2 separate regions of the Mus musculus genome follow, and region 1 is linked to region 2. A link is a contact called in public Hi-C data. All regions are on one chromosome and are shown on one strand. Each heading gives the region's core, a stretch centred on a gene start, on an enhancer-like site or on the middle of the called end of the contact. The rest is flanking DNA. Distances are from core to core; before and after follow the strand shown. Region 1 overlaps Macrod2 (mono-ADP ribosylhydrolase 2). Region 2 overlaps Macrod2 (mono-ADP ribosylhydrolase 2).

What was found. A called contact is a pair of places that touch in the nucleus more often than the background predicts.
Region 1: a contact with region 2 is called in a Hi-C map of cerebellum, with 2.3 times the contacts expected there. The contact joins two enhancer-like sites. A contact is called at or near these places in 1 of 39 promoter capture datasets (hippocampal neurons), 5 of 484 Hi-C or Micro-C datasets (cerebellum, cerebral cortex, cortical neurons and 1 more) and 3 of 115 datasets of contacts at active chromatin or transcription factors (SST interneurons, embryonic fibroblasts and embryonic stem cells).

The regions. Positions count from the first base shown.
Region 1 is chr2:142,250,890-142,257,439 of GRCm38.p6, reverse strand. Macrod2 (mono-ADP ribosylhydrolase 2) reads right to left here. Exons shown (of 19, transcript NM_001013802.3): 12 at 809-919. Among named protein-coding and RNA genes, the nearest start is that of Gm25583, 610 kb to the right of the region's middle. Within about 2 kb of position 3,024, at least 20 of the 459 cell types and tissues checked have an H3K27ac peak or open chromatin away from gene starts, as enhancers often do. A contact at or near this core is called in SST interneurons, cerebellum, cortical neurons and 1 more, where this site is marked.
Region 2 is chr2:141,228,718-141,235,130 of GRCm38.p6, reverse strand. All of the region lies in intron 5 of Macrod2 (mono-ADP ribosylhydrolase 2), which reads right to left. Among named protein-coding and RNA genes, the nearest start is that of Gm25583, 410 kb to the left of the region's middle. Within about 2 kb of position 3,945, at least 30 of the 459 cell types and tissues checked have an H3K27ac peak or open chromatin away from gene starts, as enhancers often do. A contact at or near this core is called in SST interneurons, cerebellum, cortical neurons and 1 more, where this site is marked.

The sequences.
Region 1 (6,550 bases), core at 1,775-4,274, 1.0 Mb before region 2:
GGACTAGGATGTAGTAGGCACAGGAGTCAGAGCTCACTCTAAAAACATGCTCCACCCCATGGGCCTCAATAGAATAAGGAAAATGACTTGGAGATTGAAGGGAAGGGGATATTTTTATTTTGGCAGTAAGGCTGGAAACCAAATGATTGTGGCTGTTATTCCCTTAACAACATTCCCAAGGACAGAAATGGGGCCGGGGATGGGGAAAAATGATTTTAATCTCTTTTGAACCATAATGGCTATTATTTTAAATGCTAAATTTATAATCTACAGTGTAGAATCTATAACACGATATAATCAATATGCACAGTGACTTCTCTTAATAGGGGTGATGTCAGGAAGGTTTTTTATATTATAGCTATCGGGAGTGAGGCCCTGCCCTGGTTGTCTGGCACCATCTACAACATGCAAAGATAGCCAGACACATGGCTCTTCAAAATTAAATTCAAGAGAGTTAAAAGCACCCCATTTAGTACGGAGAGAGAGCCTTTTCTTCATTTTCTTCACGTAGTTCTAATTTCATTTTTTTCTTCCTCTAACTCTGTCCGCTCATTCTGACCCTATCTAAGTCACCCGAGCTCTGATGCTGTGTTTCCTTCCCATCTTGGCCCACAGTTCCTAGTGCAGGCCTAGGCAATCTGTTATTACGAGAAGGAAATGGAATCGGTAATAAGAGTACAGTTTTTGTACCGGGAGCACAGTCAACTTAGGAGTGACTGGAACTGGAGAGGAAGGAACACTGGGTTAGTCAGGTTTGGAAAGACATAAGCGTTTTTAAGCAATAACAGTGAGGAAAGTTGTTGTTCACCTCTGTGGATGAGACCAAGGAGATTCCTCAAAAGAAACCTGAGCCCACCTGCTTCTTGGCTCTGCCCTTCCATTTCTTCCGCAGTTTGCTTCTCCTCTGGACCACTTTCATCTTTCAAGAAAACCACAGGGGGAGAGAAAAAAAATCAAGTCAATGTATGAAATATCTCTTTATGGCTAATACGCGACACTGAAATTAATTGCAAGCAATGTACCATGACTCCCCAAAAGCACAGCGGAGAGATGAATCAGAGGCATGAAATAGAAGAGGCCCCCCACATAAAGAGGTGCATTTGTACTCGTCTCTTCTCCCAGGATTTGCTAGAGGTAAAAACAACACTGAAGTAAATAATATTCACTCTGGTGCTGGAAGCATTTCTCCTTTTGCTGGCCATCTCCAAAGATGCCAAACACGTTTTACTTCAATCTTCTTTCCGGCTCTGAATCAAGTGACATTCTCAGTGTAAGGAGCTTGGCTGATTTTCTATGCCTTTTATGTTTTCGTTAGATATGTGCTTTCAAAAATTTTATTTTCATTTATCTTGTATATGGTGGTCTAACACATCAATGCGTAATTTTTTTTTTTGTCCTGAATTCATTACGCTGATCAACTGTAGAACTCTGAAAAACATAACTAAATGGGCGGCTGCATTGGAGGCTGGCTACTTGCAACTAATTATTTTTTTGTCTTAAAATTTGTGAATTCATGGGCAGAGAAAATGTACTCCCAAGGGCAAGTAAAGGCCTGATTTTATAATTAATTTTGGGGAGATCTCCAAAAACACTTTTGTGAAAAGAGCAATGTAGATCATTACCTTATCTGAAGATACAGGAATGGAATATAAAATGTAGTTATATACAGAGGACTGAAAATAAGAAGCTAGCAATATGAAGTACAAATGATCATAAGGCCTTTTGTCCAGGAGCAGCAGCTAACTCCCTTCTGTGTGGACACAATATGTCTTGTTACTTGTTTGACCAAGGGGTTAAGGTAGAAATGATGTCTTGAGCCTTCTGAGCTGCCTCAGAGTGACAGTTCTTGCTTTCTCCTTTGGGAAAGGGAGCCATAACTGCAATGCAGTTCAGACTAGACTACCCTGGACAGAGAGGGCCATGGGACCAAGCTGTGAGGAAGCAAGACCCATTAGGGAGACAGTGTTGCATCTTCTAGTCCATCCCAGCTGCTTGTAGGATGCAGAGTTGCCACCTTAGCCAATGTCCCAGAGCAGAAAGACTGCCGTGCCCTCTCCATCCCTGGCCCACAAGTAGGCCTAAGTTACCAACACTTATGATCTTACTGTGTTTTCAGTGCCACCCCTTGGTGCTGCTCATTCTTTTCTGGTTTGGTTTGATTTGAGCTTTGAGACAGGGTTTCACTCTGTGTCCAGTCTGGCCTTGACCTTGCAGTTTTCACGATTGTATCTCCTGAGTGCTGGGAAGGTAGGCATGGGCTGTTTTGCTACCTGTTCTTCATGCAAAAGCAGACGTATGAGAATCCTCCCCGAGGGCGGGGAGGGGGGCTTGACTAGCAGAGATAAAACAACAACCCTAGAACTTGGAGAGACCCATTACCAAGATACTCTGAAAGCAATCCACCGGACAGCATCCACTGTGAACAAGACTGCAGTCAATTAATACCTGAGTATGTACAGGATCTACTCCGTTTGTTCAGCTTGCGGAGAACAGAGCAATTTTGAATATGAGAAGCTAGGGACTTCTCGGTGTGTCTTTAAATCCACTGCAGTAAGTGACATATTTAACAGCACCACACAGCACCTGCTGTTGAGAATCTTCATGAGGATGACAGCACTGATTTTTGTTCTTGGGAGGAAATAGCCATCACGGTTGTTCTTGTTCCCTTAATAAGGCCAAGCTGGTTCGAGAACACGTGCCAAAAATTTAGCCAATTATTTCTTCCCTTCCTCCCTACCAAATGGACTGAACAAGCAGGAGAAGATCTGCCAGCTTTCCTCGAACAGACAGACTTCATAATGTAGATTTCACAAAAGGTCTGAAGTCTGTAGGTGACAGGCTGCCTTTAAAATTAGTCTGGTTCCTATGTCCCTTCTAGTGTGACTACGACAGAGACAGAGAGGATCCTTAACTGGAGAATACAGTCAGAGAAGGAAACAAGTCTTAGGAATGTAAGGAACTGTTTCTGGCAGTTAAAAAGAAATTCACATTCAGATGCCCAGATGCAGTGCTCTTATACAGGGGTTTACTCAGCAGCTCACCCAGGATTTCCTCTGCCTTCCCATGCAGGTCATAGATCTCCCTAACAAACATCCCAGGGGCACGTTTTTCTTCCCTATTTTGAGTTTCAGCTGTAATTTTCTACGTGAGTATTTCTGCTCTTGGGAAGCCAGCTTAGGAATCACTTCGCATGTTTATCTTGGAAGAAAGGTATTCTAGAAGTAGGCTGGGTTTGCCACTTGAGTAGCATGCCCTCAGCTGTAAAGGTACGTTTTCAATTTCAGAGACAATTCACGCTCAAATCCAGCAGGGGGCGCCAATGCAGAAGACTTGCTCTCAAAGCCCACCGTGCACTCTTGGGCAATTAGATTAGCATGCATTTCACTGTCTTTTAGAAGGACATTCTGGCTGCGTTCTATCTTTCCATCCATTTTAAATGCTTCCACCGAGTGAGTTCTTACTGAAAAAGTGGGCCTCTGCCGGTGTATGCGTGGGGTGGAGGTGGAGGGAGAGGAAGACACCACACGGACTCTCATTACCCGGTTACCAATAAGTGTTTGGTAAGGAGCAGCTCAATCTGTCTATCTTCACAGGAAACATATAAAGAATAAAAAGTTAAGTGGGGTAGGGCATATAAACTTGTGGTTTCTAGAAGGGACTTTAAAAGGGTTACAATAAATGTGAAGCAATACCTACCTACAGGGAAGCACTGGGCTATTTTGTTAGCTGAAAAATAAATGTCCCACAGAAGCTAGAGTTTCCCAGCTACTGCACATGTAGGAACATCTATCCACTTGTGATAATACACTTCCATGGCTTTTGTGTAGTGTGTGATGTGGCGTTTTATTTTCCCACCCTAAAAAGCAGAATAACCAGCAAGAATTTTTCTGTTGTCTCCTTCCCGGTGTTTTTAGTATTATTTCTGACCATCTATCTTTTAAACCATATTTATTAAGCATGTGCTATTTGCAAGAACACATTCCATGAAGTTTACATGAATAATATGAGAGTTTTTGCCTGCAGAATAAATTCATTCTCAAAGAAGGGATCTGTCACCGCTGGGCTGTGACAGGAATTCTGTGCGTGTTTAATTCTCTATTGAGAGAGATGGCAAGGCGGAATCCCAGCATTATGGCCTGAAGGTGTTATCTTGATATTTTTACTTCTTTCCACAGCTATGCATAGAAACGGAAATAGGGAAGGGAAATCAATCAGGGTAAGTCCCTGGCTACTGCTGGGCCAGCGGGCTGACGTGTACTGATCGCTGGCACGCTGTTACCTTTTCTTACTCTGGTCTCCGGAATTTTAGACACAAGCAAATCAGTTCAGATACAGCAGTTCACAGATTAAATTCTTGGTCTACGGTATAACTGTTTGTCAGTGTCCTCCGTCGGAGAGTAGGAAGCTCACGTCCCTGACGTTGGACTTAGCTGCTTGACCTGGACAATTAAAGACAAGTGGATAAGACCAGCAGTACTTCAATGTGCTGCAGAGCTGGACATGTGTCTTGTGCTTCCACCGTCTGCCATGGGGAAGAAGACGCTTTGTCAGGTGCTGGTTGACGGAGGACAAGAAGTAGGTAGAACAGCCTTCGACCCAGAGTAGAGTGAGGACAAGATTAAGGAATTCACATCTCAAAATGGAACCACCTAGCCGATCCTAGCCAATCTAGTTGATCAGGTGACCAACCTACAACCTGCAGACTCAGGTTCCCATGAGCATGAGAAAAACCAAAACCAAAACCAAAAACCTTCTTGTAAGTAACTAGAAGTCAGGAGAACTTTTGGCATTATTATTGATGAAAGTAACTGATAATAGTTGAGTAATATATATGGTATGTTTTTCTGTTATTTCTTACTAAGTGTTGACACTTTTGTGTATATTGTAGGTACTTGTATATAGTCCTACTTGTATGCACAGGTGTGTGTGTGTGTGTGATATGTAGTAAATCTGTACATGGATGTGCAGATAAGGGTACCCATGAAGGTGGTCAGAGCTAGAAGAGGATTCCAGGCGTCCTGCTATATCACTCTTTGTCTTAGTCCCCTGATGTAATGTCTCTCACTGAATCTGCAGCTAGACTGGTAGTCAGCAAACTCCAATGATTCTCCTGTCCCTGACCCTGTACAGTCAGTGTGGCAATGTCCAGCTGTTTGCACAGGTGATGGAGATTTGAACTCAGACCCTCATGCCTATGCAGCAAGAGCACTTACCACTGCACCATCTTACCAGTCCCTACCCACCTTATTTACTGATTGATTGAGACAAGGTCTCTCATTCATCTGGAATGGCTGGCCACCAAGCCAATCCTCCTTAGGTGGAGTTACAGGCACCCAGTACTGCCCCTGGCATTTTTGCAAAGGAACCAAACTTGATTCCTAAGCTTGCAGGGCAGGCCCTTAACCAACAGAGTCCTAAGCTAGCTCTGTCTTATGTGGAAGGAGATCAGTCTTGCCTGAATTTGTTTTCTTCTCATCTATATATTCATTTCACACATTTCAAAATGGTCTAGAAACACACATTTGGAAATGAAATTTGATTACATAAGAGGGAAATGGTCCTGAAGATTGCCACTGACATTAGTATGATAATGTTTGTGCTTTGTTTAATTACATAGCTATGCGAGCAACAGCTAGCATGTGCTGGTTGCTGCCTACCTTCTATTCAGTTTGAAAATACTCTGTATAGACTATTAAGTGTAATTCTTCTAACAGCCTCAAGAAGCAGCTGTGACCACAGCACTTTGTGTAGTACTGCCACAGCTAACGAAGAGCTATTGCAAAGGGTCCCAAGATCAATCTTTTATTGCCTCCCTGGAAAGACAGCTAATATTTATTATCTAAATATGATGGTAAAATTCTGGGAAGACAAAATTTACAAAGTTATACTTTAAAATTTAAGCTGAGGGCAAAGCTGCTATCTCCTATGAATTCTCTGAATCAATAAAGAACTCAAAGACTCCAAACTTTTTGATACTTGAACCATGTGGGTCCAATACTACAATTCTAAAAAATTTTTAAAATACTTTATACATTCACATAGCATAATAATATAAATATTGACATTTTATAAAAAGACTTTTTTGTATTGAAATAATCTTAAACAGCAAGAATGAAAGGAGGGAGAATTTTTTGTTTTGTTTTTTGTTTTTTGTTTTAAGTCTGAAACACTGGAGAGTGAACTGCAGATATAACCATCCACTTATTTCTCCATCAGCTCTGGACATGTTGATGTGAGTTTCATACAAAAAAACCCCCAAACAAACAAACAAACAAACAAACAAACCAAAAACCAAAAACCATTCTCTTCCTGCCTCTTCCAGACTACAATATAACCACCAAGACCTGGAGATGCACACAGATGGCAATCCGCTCACCCAATCCATGGATCACACAGACATTATACCTACTTCCCAAGACATCCTTTGCAGCTGGCTAGGAGTACCTACAGCACATCGCTGTCATGTTTCTTTGATCTCTTCCCACCTCAGCTCAAGCCTGGTGCCCTGCATGTATTCTCTCCCCAGATGATCAATGAGAGTATCTACCAT
Region 2 (6,413 bases), core at 2,696-5,195:
TTCAAAATATTTTCTGTTTGTGTTACTTGACTTTTAAAAATGTGTGATTCTTCATTCACTGACTCAATCCCCTTCCCCTTTGTAGTTTAATTTAAGGTCGGTGCTTGTTTTTATTGCTCCCCCTGATTTCCTGGAAGACAGACAAATAATCTAAAGAATGTGAGTGCCTGCTTTGAATTAAACCCACTGAGTCAAATTACTGATTGCAAGGCTAGTGGTGAGGAACACATGGATCTGCTCTGAGTGGAGTAGAAAGGCCCTGCTCCTCGGTCGCTTGAGAGGAGGTGAGGATAAATTGCTTGTGTTAGTTAACTGTCTTTGAAAACAACAGATAGATTGGTTATGGTAACTCAACATGGTTATGAGAGGTTGAACAAGCAGGGTCCTTTCCATAATCAGAGATTGATTGCCAGTGCTGAAATTAGAGAGAAAACGTTAGTGATAAATAAGGGAGAGTATGTGGCAGGAAGCATTGTTCAATGGCGAACATCCCAAATGGTTTACAATGTAGCTTACATTACACTCCAGTGAACTTCCAACAACACAGAAGAAACTAGGCCGCCGCTCAATTTCACAGTTCTAGGGGGAAATGGGGCTCTATCTCGAACTTTCACTTTTCCAGCAAGCCTGTTGGTGATGCGTTCCAGATGTGAGAGCCTTGCAAAGTGGCAGGATCCATTGACTTGTGAGAACGCACACACAGAGAGAGGGAGAGTTCTCACATTCCCGCCTCCCTAAAAAGTAAATGCTATGAACCACAAATGAATCCACTTAATCCAATTTGGGAGGATTCCTCAGGAAGAAAGCCTTTCACAGTTAGCATCAAAGCAACCCATCTAAATTTTCTTCCCTGGAGTCTCTGTGAGTGTGTTTGTGTGTGTGTGTGTGTGTGTGTGTGTGTGTGTGTGTGTGTGTGTGTGTGTGTTTGTGTGTATGTGTGTGTGTGTGTGTGTGTTTGTGTGTATGTGTGTGTGTGTGTGTGTGTGTGTGTGTGTGTGTGTGTGTGTGTGTGTAGGGGTAGGGGCGTGGGAGCACACTGGTGCACTGTTTGGTTAAATGAAAATAAAGCTACAGACAGTTCTGTGGACAGACACCCAGCAGATATTTTAATGTGTCGGTGCTATGAGACTGAAGCAGGTTAGGGAAACATTGTGAGTTCAAATTAAAACAGAGAAAGATCCTGACAGATTGGAAACCTGATCTAGGTCTAGCAGAATGACTTTTACTAGAAAGAAATGCCAGGACATGAACAAGGTTTTATAAGTGTAGAAGTGTGAGCTCGAGGAGAGACATTGCTTGGCAGGACCTGGCCCAAGACAATGTTTGTCATTTGTTAGTCAACCCCTGAAAAGCAACAAAACAGAAATAACCACAAACAGATGAAATGCCTGCTTTCACAGAGTGACTTAGAGACATTGTAACTAAACAAAGGAGAGTCATAACTCCACCCTAGTGTAGCTGAACCAGACTCTACTCCATGGGGAACTACTACCCTTCTATCCAAGTATAAGAGGAGTCTTGAGGCCCAATATCGGCCTCCCCTGTCTTACATCCTAAGCGGCCTCAATTGCCCATCCTCTTTTGGAACTGGAACATCTTCTTGGTACTATCTTGTGAGCTTTGCTTGATACCTGACTCTCCCTTAAGAACTCTGGGTACCTCTGGCTACCCTGTGAAGCCTATACCTGGCCCTGCTGCCAATCCTTTCAGAAACATCTTCACACTGCTGCCATCTTTCCCTCTGTTCTCCATCAACTTCATCTCATCAAAGTCTCACTTCTGACCTCACAGCTTGCCGGGATGGAATGCCCTCCTTTGTTAAAATTAGCAATGACTAAAAGACAGAGATCAGCCCTTCAGTTGTCAGTCACTATCATTCCTTACCCTTGATCAGTCTTTCCAGATTTTATTTTTTCCCCTTTGGACTTTCAAGATCCAACCCTATCCTGCCACTTCTCTGGCACATGTTGGCCCTCCTGCTTCGTTTTTTTGTTTGTTTACTGCGCTGGCTTTTTGTTCCAGTCTGTGTTTTGAGGGGTCCCTTTTCTCTGCTCATACTGTTTTGATCTCCCTTAGGTGACCTGGTCTTGCTGTCCCACAAGAAAAGTGGAGGGAGTTCCCTGGACAAAATTAAAACCCTTTGTTGCCTGCTCTGTCATACAGAACTCTGCATTGCTTCATAAGACATGCCCACCAAGGAGCCACTGACAAGGAACCACAAACAACAGGGCTCCTTCCCAAATTCACACAATGGAGCAATCAGCTGCCTACAGACAGCAGTGGTTCAAAGAGTTAACAGTGTTGAAGACTTATAACAAAATTCTGCCATAAGGAAACATTTTGTGCTTAAATACATGGAAGAATACAGACCCCCATGTCATACAAAAGCTAACCTCAGGCTCCATAAGGAGGGGTTCTGGAGAGAATCAAAGATACACAATGGAGGGTGGGGTCAAGATCTCACTAAAAAACAAAACCAGCTGGGCTATGATGGAAGAAATAAACACACTGGGTAACACATGAAAGGATTATGGCCCTCTTACATCAGAGTCCTCCATCACAGAAATGTATGCAGCCATCATCCCTTTCCTTTCCTTAGAGCACTGCCACCACTTACTTTTGAGAACCTTGGATGTGATATGAAATAATCGAATTTGGGAGACTCACCAAGATACCCTCACCTTCCCCCAATATATATTTTCTTCCTTAGAAACAAAAATCCCTAAATCTTAGATAGGATTCCAGTAGTTTGTGAAAAGGATGCTGTTCCATTCAGTATGGTCATGTTCCTGCCTTCAGAATGGAAAAAGAGATGTTGATGAATACAGAGGGTTTGACCATCTAATTGTCCTCTTCTATACCCTGATGTTTTATTACACACAGGCTCAAAGAATCAAAGCAAACAACACATGTCCCCCACCTCCTCAATTGACAACCAGCATTTTAGTATTTTTGTTTTATGCAAGTATATCATCTGCCCGTTTGCCTATTCATTTGCCTACTTTTAATCAGTTTCAAAGTTGCATGCCTGAGAACAGTTCAGCCCTGAGATGTTTCCAGGGACCACAAGATGAAGAGATCTTCTCTGATTCACAAATGAGTAATAAGAGGGGGCAGAATTCAGAGCAACTTAGGTTATACAGATAATCACATCTTCCCAACTCACCTTCACAAACTGAATTTCTTGTCTTTTTGGACTCATTCCTACTCACCCGCAGGGCCCAAAAGAGTTTGAACTTTAGGGTCCAACAAAACCTTCAACTTGATCAGCATCTAGCATCCTTTGGCTGTGGTCATTGGAATATTCTGACTGCTAGGTTGAGCTCCCGGGTAGCAAGAGATCTGGAATTCTGCTCTTTGGGAAGAAAAGCTATACACTTCATGAGACTACTTTCAATTGCTTTTCTTCACTTTTTTCATGCACTTCAGGATAAGGATTAGCATCAGAGAAAACACTGCATCTTACATTTTTATACTCAGAACTTCTCCATGGAAATAAACAATTCTGCTAAAAAGCATATCCTGTTCCTCCTGATGAATTTGAAAGAACTTACGAATTCTTAAATACCACCCCCTCCCTCCTCAAATAAGTGCGTATACATAAAACTTATGTACCATCTGTCTGCAGGCTGTCACACACCCCAGGGGCTTTGCCCAACCTCCCTCTGATGGACAGCGATTCTGAGACTGCTCCTTCGCATTTCATCAAGAGTGATGACTCTCAGCCACCTTAATGTCACGGCTTGGAGGCTCCTGAAGCAATTGGTTTCGTAGTTTATTTTGTGAACTGTGCTGTGGACACAAGACTTTGAAAAGTAAAGCTCGAGTTCCAATCTAAAGATCTGAAAAGAACATTTTCAATCTGTTGGTGCAGACTGTTCTCCATCAGCCCAGCTGCCAGCAGTTACGCGTGGCACTGGGCAGCCTCACACAGTCGGGCACAGCCGCTCCTCTGGATGCTGAGGCAAGCCGAGCGCAGAGATTACCACATTATCATCTCCCGACTGAAGCCAGAGTTCCATTTAACAAGCTGACAAGAGCGCCAGGACCACAAAATAACAAGCAGAAACACGGTGTGGTATTTGTCAAAGATAAAGGGCTGAGGTGCAGCTTAAGGCTTCTCAGAGGCTCGGGAAGACATTCAAATCATCTGCCCCAAATGTTTTCAGTGCCTTGAACTTTCTCCCACATTGCTCTTATTTGGGGGTCCCCATTTTGGTACTGGATGCTTCCTTCAACTGGCGGCACTCCTTTGAAGAAACTAGAAATGTCCTCAGAGTCTGTTGATTTTCCTAACATGTTTTAAGTTTCTGCACATGCACTTTGCTTAAAAGGCCATGCCTACTTTCAGGTCTACATTATTGTTAAGCTTTTCTGGAGCTAATTTTACAAATTTCTTATGAACACATATATTTATATGCTGGAGGTCCACGTAATAGTATACAGCCTCTCTCTCTCTCTCTTTTTTTTCTTCTTGACTTTAAAGAAAGCACAGAGAGAGCTTTGTTTTTAAAATGTCATATGGGGTGGTTAGAAGTAGGGGAAAATATAGTGTTTAAGTCATAATCTAGCATGTCTATCTATCATATTGCTTTTATTGCATGAAATGATTTTTTAAAAGAATTTTAGAATTCTTTTTTTTTTCTTCTGAGTGTTCAAACCTAACAAATACAACAAAGAATATGGTATATATCAGAACTAATTTTTGAATACATCCATAAGTTTATTCAACAAAAATTAAAGAGAAACTATACACTTTAAATTCAAATATTATCTGGATTTAGGCAAATGCAAACCCTCTTATTTTTCTTTTTAGGTAAATTGCTATGAAATAATACTGCAAATCATCTATATGAAATCTCTCAAAACTGCAATGTGAGGATGGGTCTGCGGTTGCTTTTTCATGGTCTGGGGATCACAGTGCATGCGGCAGGGTGTGCAAAGGCTCATTGCGGGTACACACTTTATTTCCCATATCCTCAGCTCTTTCATACAGATTTTTATCCACCCCTCTCACAGTGAGATCATTTTCTTTGGCCACCACAGTGTGTAATTCTATCCAGTGGTTTGCATTTTGAAAACATTAGTCTAAATAAGCTTAAATGCATGTTAGCACCACACACTAGAGATTCTGGGGGAAACTCTCTGACACAGACTATGTGGGCGGTGTGCCCTACGATGGCTTAATAGAATCTTCAAGTCTAGGTCAGGAGTGAAATACTCCAACCGAGATCAGTAATAACAACAAATCCCCCACATGTTTCCACTGAGTGGGGAGCTGGAAGCACAACAGCGTTTCTTATTTTAGCTACAAAGGGAGACTGATTTGGAGCTGAAGCAAAAATATGAAGAAAAATTATGATTGAAGTATTTTCATTCAAAAACATCTCGTACATGAGAAAAGCCATTAATTGTTGAAAATATGAGACATTGCCACTAAATAAAAATAAATTATTCAATTACAGTTTTCAGCTGCCCAAGGTATCCATCCAGAAAGAAAGCTGATTAAGTTTTGGCCAGTGACAGAAACTAAACCAGATGGGACACAAACTGTTAACTACATATCATGTTCCATATGATTTAGCTACATTCTTAATATTCTAGGTAAAAATGTAAAAAAATACTAATAATTCCAGCTGATAAGTGTGGGAATGGGACAAGAAGAAAAGTTTCCAGAGGAAATAACTTCATATGGAAAAATGATAAATGGGGAGTTTGGAAAGGTCTGAGACATGAAATACTATCTACACATGATTGTTATGTCTTCAAATTCTGTCATAAACATAGTAACTAGGTTGGTCTGAAGTAGGTAGTGACTAATCCCATTTGAATTTGGACAGTCAGTTATTGAATAACCATAGTAATTGGTTCTTAGACTCAGAATAGGGGGAAGAAAAAAATGGTACCTCATTTCTATTTTAATTTTTTAGTGAGTGATACAGCATTTAATCTTAAGGCTATACAGACTTGAATGTATGTAGTAACACACACACACACACACACACACACACACAGCACCTTTGTTTTTAAAGCTAGTATTCCTTTTTGCATCTTGACTGACTGGAGAAATTACTTGGGTGTCCATGTTTCTGGATATTTCAAAATAGCTTGTATATAAGAACCAAGTATAGGCCCAGACCATCTGGGGAGCTGGAATGTGTGGAGGACAGCTTTCTTAATACAGAAGCATGTAGGTGGTCCCACTATGAGATCCTGACATGTCTTTTATAGGTAATTGAATGAGCCAATAAGGAGAGGAAAGATAAGCTTTAAGCTCATCAGTATCTCTTACCAGTTCCATTCGTTTAACCAAAACCTATCCCATCCTTCACTTAGTACTGAGCTTTTAAGGCAATATGTATTTTTATACCTTTTGGTTTACTTATAAGTAGATTCTTCTACATACGGGCTCC